Linked DNA regions of Sus scrofa: region 2 is linked to region 1. A link is a contact called in public Hi-C data. All regions are on one chromosome and are shown on one strand. The core of a region is the stretch at or near the end of the contact, and the rest is flanking DNA. Distances in the headings are between cores, read along the strand shown.

Region 1 (5,497 bases), core at 2,000-4,499:
ATTTGCCTAAAGCACACATCAAGTGAGTGATGGAGTCCTGATTCAAGTACAGAAGTCTTACTCTCTACTCTTTTAATACTTTGAATCACACATTTATTGACCACCTATTGCATACAGAGCATTGTGTTAAGAAATAAAATCAGGGCAGTGAATAAGATAGCTTATTCTGATGCTCGCCTTTCTGATTGAAAGACAGATAAACAAGAACAAAAATGAGATAATTACAGATTATATAAAACGTTATAAAGGAAATAATGTTGTGTGAAAGGATGACTGGGAAAGGCTTACTTCTGTTATGACTCTTGCAGTTTTGTTCACAGTTTGTTCCCAAAGACAAGCTGTCCAGACAGCCAGGCTGGAGACCAGAGGAGCAAGGAGAGAAAAGACAGACCACTGCTAATGAAGTGGCAAGAAAAAGCCCTAGTTTCATCACAAATGTGGAAACTGGCTTAAGAAAAGTTAGTGATTGATCAAGGTCTCAAGCTGGGACTGAAGGAATAGCTGTGAGTTCAGAAGACAGGGGACATTCTAGTGAAGGAAAGAGTATAAATACAGCCTCTGTTAGGGCAAGAGAATAAAATAAAGGTAGACTCAGAAGAGGTGCCCTGGGAGTTCCCACTGTGGCTCAGCAGTAATGAACCTGATGTGGCTAGGATCTGGTATTGCTGTGGCAGAGGCTGGCAGCTGGAGCTCTGATTCAACCCCTAGCCTGGGAACTTTCATATACCACAGGTGTGACCCTTAAAAAAAAAACAAATAACCTATTCGTTACGACTGGGGTGTATGCATAGTCAGACAGAGCTATGCCATGGGGAAAAACAACCTCTGTACAAAAGGTTTTGTTCCTTTGTTTTTGTGTGTGTGGACATTTATTTGCAAAGTAGGAAACTACAGTAGGAAAATGAACTGAGAGACAACTATACCTGAACGGGGGAAAATTTTTAAAAACTGACTGTAAGAGGTAGTAAGAGGAATGAAGAAAGAGAGACAATGTAAACTACATTATCCTATTCGGCCAGTCAGGATGTGTTTGGCTACAGGTATAGCAATGGTATCAAAAATGTACCTACAGAATCCAACATGAAATACTTCCCATCCTACAGTACTGAGGACACCTTGCATGTTTTCACAAGTGTGTTGACATTTTCCCACAAACCCCAATGAGCCAACGTTCCCTCTGCTGAATAATACCATACCTAAGAGAATCCCACCTTTCCTTGATGAACATGGTTTCATAAGTGTCTGTACCTATTAATTCATTTAGCATTACAAAATGCCAACTAACTTTAAACAATGTAAACCACATGATTCTATTCAGACAGTACACAATTTTCAAAAGCATGCTGCTAGGGGTCTTTTTGGTTGTGGTTTGAAGTCCAGGTCCCACATTGACCTCAACAAATTATAGAATTTGACAATTATTTTAAAGAAACAAAAGGACTCAGACCAGTTTAGTACGTTGAGTAGTCCCAATGCTATTTTTAGAATGAGCAACACTTCATGTGCAACTTTTTCCAAACGATACTAACAAGGTCAAGGATCATGTCCTATCTGAAAACAAGACCTGTGCAACTTAGCTAGGATCTCTTATCTACAAGTGTTGGGCCTTAAGGATCTTATTTACATGTTAATTTTACATACACCTTATGTTTACATTTTATATTTGAAATAATATCATTGTTTATTGTTTATATGTTTGTCTTTATTCTATTTATTTATTCATACAGTGCTACATAAACGATTAATGTTTTACCAGCATTTCACATTCACTGAGTAATATGTACCTCAGAACAACCTTGTGAACTATGTAAGTAAAAGTATCATCTTCCCCTCGGTACAGTGGTGGGATTGGAGCTCAGAAAGATTAAGTAACTTGATTAGTTCAAGATCTTACAGTCACCGGCAAGGGCAGGGCCTTGACCAGACTTTCGGACTCTTTGTTCACGCTCTCCTCCCCCAAGAACACTACCAATTTAGTACTTGAATATTCATGTGTCTCTCTTCAAGAAACCTGGTCTGTAACTAAAAGCCAAACTACGCTGCCGGGCCAATACTCTAAGCGTCAAAATGTGCCCGCAATACTAGCACTCCTCAGTAAACATAAACACGAGCACACGTTTCAGTCCGGACCCCTTTCAATGCTGGCTTTGCTCCACTGCACAAAACTTACTAAAATACACTACGGCCTTAAAGCATAACCCTTAATGGAACTGTCTTTTTCACTCAGAGGGAAACTGGGTAAAACAGAAGGACTCACCCTGTTAGTTTACGGTCTTGTAAATTAATAATTTTGGATGCCAAAGGAAAAAAATGAATTACACAGACTCTCTCCATTCCTCAACCCCAAAGTTGCTTAAGTGTCAGTGCGCAGCAGTAAAACCTAGGAACAGAGGTGGGGCTGGAGCTAGGATTCCTCCTCTCTGCGACTCCATGGTCCCAAGCAACTCACTCCTCAAAGCCCAGCTGGTGTCTTCTGACCCCCAATCCCGTCGGGACCGGGGTACTACCCGCCCCGCAGCCCCCCGCGACCAAGATCAGAGCCCTGCCAGGAGCTGGGGCTGTGGTGGCTCACACGGCTGGGGCTGCCCCCTTCCCGCGGCGTCCCCATCTGTCTTGCGGAGCCCGCACACCTGGCCCCGAAACACAGCGCCCTAAGACTGCCGGGTACCCAGGGCAAGTCAGCTTCCGCCCCCAGCCCACGTGGCCGCGGCCGACCGCGCCCCCGCCCCCCCGCGTGCGCCCTGCGCAGCCGGGGTCCGAAGGGCCGGGGATTCCTCAGGGGCGAGAAGGGGCAGCGGCACTGCAGACGAGGTGGGAAGGAAGCGCGGCCGGCGCGCCCGCCTGGGGAAGAGGAGGAGCGTGTCCCGACCGGCCGCGAGGACAGGCGGGGAGGGGAAGGGGTCGGTGGCGGCGGCGGCGCCTCGGGGGGGCGGGTGTCTACCTGCGAGCAGAAGTATGAGCCCTGGATGCCCAGCTTGATGCAGGTGGGACACTGGAGCTTGGCCTCACTGCTGCAACCATCCGTCTCGCACACACGCGTCTCCACGGCCGCCATGCTGCCTGGCTGCTGGAGGAGCGCCTCACGGAGGAAGAAGGGGAGGGGGAGGGAGAAACGGCTGGGCGGAGGGAGGGCAGAGGAGGGGAGGGAGGCCGAGCCGGGGGAGGAGCTCAGCCCGCCCCGCCTGGGCGCGGGAGGAGGAGAAGCGCCAGACCACGCTGCGCGCCCCGCTCCCGCCCAGCGCGCAGCTGGCGCCCCGCCCCGCGGCCTTCGCCCCGCCCACTGCCCGCGGCCCCCGCCTCCCGGAGGCCGGCGTGCACGTGGGGGCCGCCGGAGAGCTTCAGGGAGCCCAGCGTCCGCGTGTCCTTTCCCCGGCTAGCTCGCCCGCCTGGTGGTGTCGGAGAAGGCCCGGGGCGGCCGACTAGGAGAGGCCTTCACGCCTCGCGTTCTCTGTGCCTAGAGAGAGCTCCCCAGTCCCTTACTGACTGGATCCCAGGGTCTTGAACGTCTCCCACACTCTCAGACGGTTGAAAAGGGCACTTGGCTCCTCTGTTTTGGTCCACCCGGCAGCTCCTTGGAAAAGGAAAGTAATTCTCTTTTTAAAGTTCTTTTTCTCGCTCATAGTGTCTGTTCTAAGGCCCAAGAACAACTGCTCATTCACAAAAAAGGAAGCCAGGGAACTGTCAATGAAGAGGTGGGTTGGGATTTGCGTCCGCGCTCCCTCCTGCGGTATTTCTTTTCACACCACCCCCCTCCATTCACAGTGTACGGTGCTGGAGATGGTAACACAACCTCTGGATATTCAATACAAACCATATTTTTTCGTGTTATCTCATTCCATTGTTTACTAAGTATCTAGGAAACAATTGCAGTGATCATGAAATGTCAGAGTTGAAAGGAGCTTCAGAGGTCCTCTATGCAAACCTGTTGCTTAAATCTCTTAAACTACATCACACATCTTCCATTTTCTGACTGGTGCTTGAATACCTCCTGTCACTAGGAAAGAGAGAGGAACTAATATTTATTGATAATCAACTAAGTGCTGTGAGGAGTTACCATTGTGGCTCAGTGGAAACAATGCAAATAGTGTCCATGAGGATGCGGGTTCGAGCCTTGGCCCCACTGCATGGATTGGGGATCCAGTAATAACTGTGGAATGTGGTGTAGGTCGCAGATGAGGGTCAGATCCTGCGTTGCCATGGGCTGTGGCTCTGATTTGACCCCTGGCCTGGGAACTTCAATGTGCCATGTGGGTGTGATCCTTAAAAAAAAAAACTAAGTGCTGTGAACTTTGTGTTATCTTAGTGCATACTTTTTTAAACATTTTCATATTTGATAGACGAGAAAAGCTCATATTTTTAATGTCTTTGTTATATAGGCAAAACAAATAATATAATAAAATCAAATAATAATTTTTTTTGTCTTTTTAGTGCTGCTCCTGAGGCATACGGAGGTTCCCAGGCTAGGGGTGGAATGGGAGCTGTAGATGCCAGCCTGTGCCACAGCCACAGCAATGCCAGATCCCAGCCACCTCTGCAATCTACGCCATAGCTCACTGCATTGCCAGATCCTTAACCCACTGAGCGAGGCCACGGATTGAACCTGCATCCTCAAAGATATTAGTCAGATTCATTTCCTCTGAGCCACCATGGGAATGCCTCAAGTAATGAACTCTAAAATGTTGTATACACGTAAGCAAAAAGAAATCAACCACCAAATATAGGTATATATGTGTGTATATGTTATGTGTATATGTGTATATAGTACATATATATGATATTTTTTAACAAAACTGGACCATACTATGCAGAATATTTAGTTCCCTGTTTTCTTCAATTATGTTGTGAACTTCCTTTATGGCCATCAAATATACTTTTACCACATAATTTTAACATCTGCAAAATATTCTGTTGTATGAGTAATTTACAAAGCCAAATTCACTAATAATAAACATTTAGGTTATTTTTAATTGTTATAAACAAGGTTTTTGCGAATACGTTTCCAGTTTGAACTCTGCATAAATCCTTATTAGGGTATATTCTGTTTTTTGTTTTTTTCTTAGGGCCGCACCTATGGCACATAGAGGTTACCAGGCTAGGGGTCTAATCGGAGCTACAGCTGCTGTCCTCTGCCACAGCAACACCAGATCTGAGCCGCCTCTGTGACCTACACCACAGTTCACAGCAATGCCAGATCTTTAACCCACTGAGTGAGGCTAGGGATCGAACCCGCGACCTCATAGTTCCTAGTCGGATTTGTTTCTGCTGCACCATGAGAGGAACTCCAGGGTATATTCTTAAAAGTGGAATTGCTACATCAAAGGGTTGTCTTTTTTTATTCAGTTTGCCAAATTTCTCTCCAGAAAGTTACAAATTTACACTCTGGTCAGAACTGTATTAGAGATCTTATTTCCTGAGACCTGACTAGTACTAGATATTATCTGTTTTTAATGCTTTTCATTTCAATAAATAGAAAATGGTACTTTGTGTTAGAGTACCA
Region 2 (5,644 bases), core at 134-2,633, 300 kb after region 1:
TTTGTTTGTTTTTTTTTTGAGAAAAGTGAGAGGTAGTTAACTAGGAAAACCCTATGCCAAAAGTTCTCCCACGCCCTTAAGTATCACCACGGGTGCTTAGCAAACGTGCAGATTTCTGTGCCCAGTACCAGGTCACACAGGGTGGTGCTGGAAGTTTTTCCTAATCTCACCTCTTTCTAGCTTTCCCAAGACGTTTACACACAGTTGTGAACAGTTCTTCACTCTTTTTTTTTTTTTTTTTTTTCCCATGAAAGACTGGTCCCCACTTGCCAGCATCTATGAAGATGCTCCAGGAGGAAGGCGGACACGCAGCTGACGGGCGCACCTTCTCAGGTAGGCCTCCGACACAACTTGCAGGCAGGTTCTCTCCTTCCGCAGAGCTCAATGCGGAATCGTTTATGATCTACAGACCCAACTCGGAGTCCCCAGAGGACTGCCCTGGAACTCCTGGATTCCTTCTTAGAATTAGGACCAGTCAATTTCCTTCGGTTCCATTCCACCGGGGGGGGGGGGGGCTTGGCAGGCCGGGTTTGTGTTGCTGGGGACAGGTTCTGGAGCGAGGAGGATCGAATCCCGGGAAAGGCTTCCTTGGGACCATCTCTCCAACCTCGTCCCCGTTCTAGGACAAGCCTTTTCCTCTCGCAGGTGGGGAGGCTGGGTTGGAGCCACAGTGGGATTCGGGGGGGGGGGCTTTTCTATGCAACCTCGCGATTCGCTGCCCGCATTTCCCGCCTCTTTTCTTCCCCTTCCCTAACACCTTCTCCTCCCCTTTGCTCCTAGCAAAGTCTACGACCCCTCTCCTCTCCGGCTCGCGGCCCGGCGTCTTCTGTAACAAACCCGGGTTAAAGCAGGGGGTGTGAGTGTGGCTACAGCCAGAAGAAGGTTCGTCCGGGCGGCGGCGGGGGTGGTGGGTGGATTGTCACTCTGGATGCCTCCTCACCGGGCCCTCTCGCCCCGAGACGACCCTCTCCCCGACGTCCCTCCAGAAGCTGAGTGCGGCTGCCGGTGACAGAGGGGGGGCCCGCTGCCCATCAATCCCAGTCCCTCCTCCAGGCTGCTCTCAATGGGCGTGCTTGCCGGGCACCCCTCCTTCTCCCTTCCGCCTGCCATCCTACCCACCTACTCGGCCGCGGTGCTCTGGGGTCGGCTGCGCTCCGGCCTGGAGGGAGAAGGGGCGGGGAGTAACGGAGCAGGCGGAGCAGAGAGGACTGGAAAGAGGGGGCGGCGAGGCTACGTGGTGCCGCGCCGCCCGAGAGCGCCCGAGCCCTTGCGCGCGCGCACCTCGCTGATGCTCGGGCGGCAGGCGGCGGGCGGAGCTGCGGGCGGCGCGGGCGGTGGAGCCGCCGGCTGAGCGGGCGGAGCGAACGGCGGGCGGAGCGAGGGGTGGGAGGGAGCGCGCGAGCGGACAGGCGGGCTAGTAGCGTCTCCACCAGCATCTGCCGCGGCCGCATTTGCCCGAAGCCCGGAGACGGACCGACGGACAGATCGTTTGGCGGACGGGCTTGGGCGCTCTCCTTGTGCTCGGGGCCACCTTCAGCGAAGCTAGGGGTTTGCAGCGCGCGCTTCCCCGCCCGCTCGCAGCCACTCCGGCTCCGGCGGCCTCGGCGCGCGAGGGACTGGAGGTGCGGGAGCCGCTCTCCGCCGGTGGGTCCCTGCGCTGCTCAGCCCGGGCCGCCGCGCCGCGGCAGCGAGCGGCCTCTCTGAGCCCCCCGCTCCCCTCCGGCCCGCTCTGAGCAACGGTGCTCCGGGGCTCCAAACTCGGGCTGCCGGGGCAAGTGTCTTCATGAACCCAGAGGATGTCCGGGAAGCATTACAAGGGTCCTGAAGTCAGTTGTTGCATCAAATATTTCATATTTGGCTTCAATGTCATATTTTGGGTAAGTTAGAGCGCTTCTGGGATTTCAACTATTGTGGCCGATCGATTCGCGACGGTTTCCCCCACGTTGCTCTCTGCCTTTACTTTTCGCAGCCCCTTGGGCGCTTGCTGGAGCACGGAGAGGCTTTTGCCTTCCGCCTTTCAGCCTGCGCGTCGGAGAGATAAACATTTAATCCTTTCTAGGAATGGGAAGAGGTAAAAAGAGAACCCGAGCTGGAAAGGGGGCACCCAGGCCTTGGGGTGGCTGTTTGAGGGACGAATAGCATGGATGCATATGAAAGAAAGGACTCGGCAGTTTGAGAAATGAGCAACCACTCGAATGAAATTTCCTCCCGGCGGGATATGGATGTTGGGCAGAGCGTGGTGTCATAACAGGGAAGGCTAATCGGGCAGAGCCGACCCTGAGGTCCACCTTCTAACACGGATCTGATTGGACGAGGGCTTGGCTCCGTGTTGCCGCGGCTGGTCTGTGCCATGCTCAGCGTGTATCTTCTTGCACCATCTCCGGCTTTGTGTAGGATGCAGATGCGGTGGTATATGGTTCTGTAATGTGCACGTAAATAACGCTTCCTGCACGTTTTTCCCCTTCATCTGGAAAGAGCTCTTTGGCATCATGGACTGACGAGGGGCGCGTGGGGTGGAGGGATTTTCTTTCTCTGTATTATTGTCAGGATAATAACAAGTCACCATCAACATATGTCTCAGTGTGTTCGTGTCTCACGTCCTCCTTTTCTGAGGAGCGACGTAGAGCGGGCTGTTTTGGGGAAACCTTGGAGAAATGCAAAGGAGAAGGTGTTACAAGACACGTTCCGTGGGGGTACCGAGAGAGCAAATGCTTGAATGAAAGATTCAAACCATGCTCTGTAGGCACTACAGTGTGCTGGGCACTATTGTAATTAGGCTGGGGCGCCCACTCTTTTGTTTTGTTTGGATGCTTTTCCTTGATCTCACAAACATGTTAAGCAACCAGACAAAGAGTTCACTAGGACAAGGGGAAAATCTTGGTTCAAAGACCGTATTATTTCTCATCTTCCATCCCATCCTCTTCCTTACTGGGTACCCCTCCCTTCCCCCCATGGAAAGTAAAGATGGTGGCCTTGGTGGGGGGGGGGGAAGGAAGGGGGGGTTGTTCTCAAGTTGCTGTTCAGCGTGGGGTCAGTGTGAGATAAACAGTAATCCAGTGGTGGGATCAATAATAATCCACAGCAGTCTGAACACAGGGTATTTATTTTGATTCTCCTTTAATTTTGGAATTTTGGCCATTTGCTGCCAGCGAATACATCTATGAGAATAGTTGTCAATACAGCTCTTCGTATTCTTTTCTATTTTCTGTCACACATTTACCAGGCTATTTTATTTCCTATTTTCTATAGGAGTGTCTTGCATTGCTCATGCATGTTTGGCAAAAGGAAATGAAAGGAATGGGAGATGACTTTCTGTGTCAGCTGTCATCTGGCCTCAGGACTAATTAAAAATAAAGAGGGGGGACATATGAATAAATAGTAGATCCAGTCATTCACAGGGAATATTTTTTGGCCAGGGATTGGACGTGATTTCTGTTAACCGCCACCTCCCTACAGTCAGACGCTGCTACACATACAGGAAGAAGAAATTATTTTCTTTCTTGGCTTCCTTCTTTTCAACCCCTGTTGGAAATGCTGAAAAGTGGTGGGCAGTCACATTTCTGAGCGAGGCCTTTTGATTTTATCTGAACTTGAAACTTTCATGACTTTGAGAGTCAGGGACTATCGAATTGGGACTGGATCTGGTCGGGGGTCGTGAGTTCAAGCCTCTTGACTCTACTTGAACACTTCCAAAAGTTGCACATTTCAGCTGCCAGGCAACAAAAAGCACCCAGGAGCTTTCTCTGAAGTTTCATATCAGGAGGTGGTAAAGAAATAAAGGGATTTGAGCCTTTTCCCTGACAGTTTGGTGTAATTTCGCAGAGTGTGCAGAGGCACATTTAGTATTTTCTGTGGGTCGGGTTGGAGCAGAACCTCTGGAATTGTGGAGGGCGTCAAAGAACCTCTGGAATTGCGGAGTGCTTGCATACAGAGTTCCAGAAGAGAGTCACATCTTGTCTGATTTTGAAGGTATTCATTTCTGGGAGGAGTTCTGTGGGAAGCCTGAAAGGAGGTGTGGACGATGGAACCAAACCAGCTGCACCAGACAGAACTGTTCTGTAGACGCCTTTGTTATAAGGACCCTTCTCTTACTCTGCTTTTGACACTGGATCCTCCTTTCTGTGCTAAAACCTTCCACTCATACACCCCTTCATCCCTTTCCTGTGCTGCCGTCTGCTTCGGAATCAGCCCATGTATGAATCTCCCAGTTTGTCAGTACCCTGATCTCTGAAGCAATGATCCATAGGAAGGTAGCCATGATATTTGATCACAGTAATTCAGACTAGGATGTTAGTGACTGCAGAACCAGGGTGAGGAACTGGCAGCCTGCTTCTTCTGTAAAGTGGCACCTCTGCTCTCTACAGAGTCACCGTCCTGTCTGTGACTGCTGGACACAGTTGTGAAGCAGACACTGATAACAGAGTGTGATTTCCTAATCTTTTGTTTCTACATTGTGAAATTCTAGAAAAAAAAAAATTAGGACCATTGAAGACATTTTGAGGACAAGTTCTGGGAAAATAAAAATTGAGACCATGGTAGCCTCTGCGTTTAAGCGTTTGATTCACTTACTAATGAGTAGTTTTAATTCTTGCTACTCAGTTAACTGCCCTGGGCCTTAGTTCTTCAGCTGTTAAAATGAGGTTAGAGGAGTTCCCGTCATGAATCTGACTGGCATCTATGAGGATGCAGATTTGGTCCCTGGCCTCGCTCAGTGGGTTAAGGATCCAGCGGCGTTGCCATGAGCTGTGGTGTAGGTTGCAGATGCTGCTTGGATCCTGAGTGGCTGTGGCTCTGGTGTAGACCAGCAGCTACAGCTCAGATTTGATCCCTAGCCTGGGAACTTCCAGATGGCTGGGGTGTGGCCCTAAAAAGACCAAAAAAAAAAAAAAAAAAAAAAAGGAAGTTAGAGAAGTTGTAAGGTTCTTTTAGTTCTGAAAAAGTGTGAGTCCTTTGAGCTAGGGGAGAAGAACACAAGAAGTGGGCCCTGACATATAATGAAAGTAGCATGTATTGGGGGCATTTGTTAAATTATAGACTTTTTTTCTTACTGAGACTTGTTTGAAGGTCACTTTTTATACTTTATTTTTTTCCTCAAAGATCCGTTCATTAAAAAAAAAAAATCTTTCCCTAATTTCTTCTTGGCTTATTCACTTATTGGTAAAAGATGCATTCTTTCCTGTCCCCACTGTGACTCTCAAATGTAGTCCTGTGAGTCATTAAATATATTTTTATTATTAGAGTTAGTTTCATGTGTAAAATCTAAATCCTTTTATATAATGGTTGTAATGATATTCTGAGTAACAAAGTCAACATCTTGTCCAGATTCCTTTCTCATTAGCTATCACAGGGGGGTGGAGGAAAATCTTATTTTCCCTGTTTTATATTGGAGGAACACAAGCCAGAAGGGAATTGATTTTATCGAGGGTGTCACCACACTAGGACATTTTTTGGAAAACCCTGCTCTGGGGTGAGGGAGGGAAGAGAAAGGGAGTTTTGTTTTAAAGTTGTCTCTTTTGGGTACCGCACCTCTACTTCCCATCACCCACAATTAACAGATGTTTGGCTCTGGACCTTTTTAGGTTCTGACTCTAAAATAGTCAACTGTTCCTAGCAAGTAAATTGACCTCAGTATTCTGATTATCTA

The links. A called contact is a pair of places that touch in the nucleus more often than the background predicts.
Region 2: a Hi-C map of embryonic fibroblasts shows a contact between it and region 1, with 1.6 times the contacts expected there. The contact joins the promoter of TSPAN5 here to the promoter of METAP1 in region 1. A contact is called at or near these places in 2 of 47 Hi-C or Micro-C datasets (embryonic fibroblasts and fetal heart ventricle) and 1 of 2 datasets of contacts at active chromatin or transcription factors (skeletal muscle).

The regions. Positions count from the first base shown.
Region 1 is chr8:121,349,363-121,354,859 of Sscrofa11.1, forward strand. It overlaps METAP1 (methionine aminopeptidase 1), which reads right to left and starts at 3,250. Exons shown (of 11, transcript XM_003129313.5): 1 at 2,942-3,250. The coding sequence starts at 3,055.
Region 2 is chr8:121,655,937-121,661,580 of Sscrofa11.1, forward strand. It overlaps TSPAN5 (tetraspanin-5), which reads left to right and starts at 1,384. Exons shown (of 8, transcript XM_003357070.4): 1 at 1,384-1,877. The coding sequence starts at 1,797.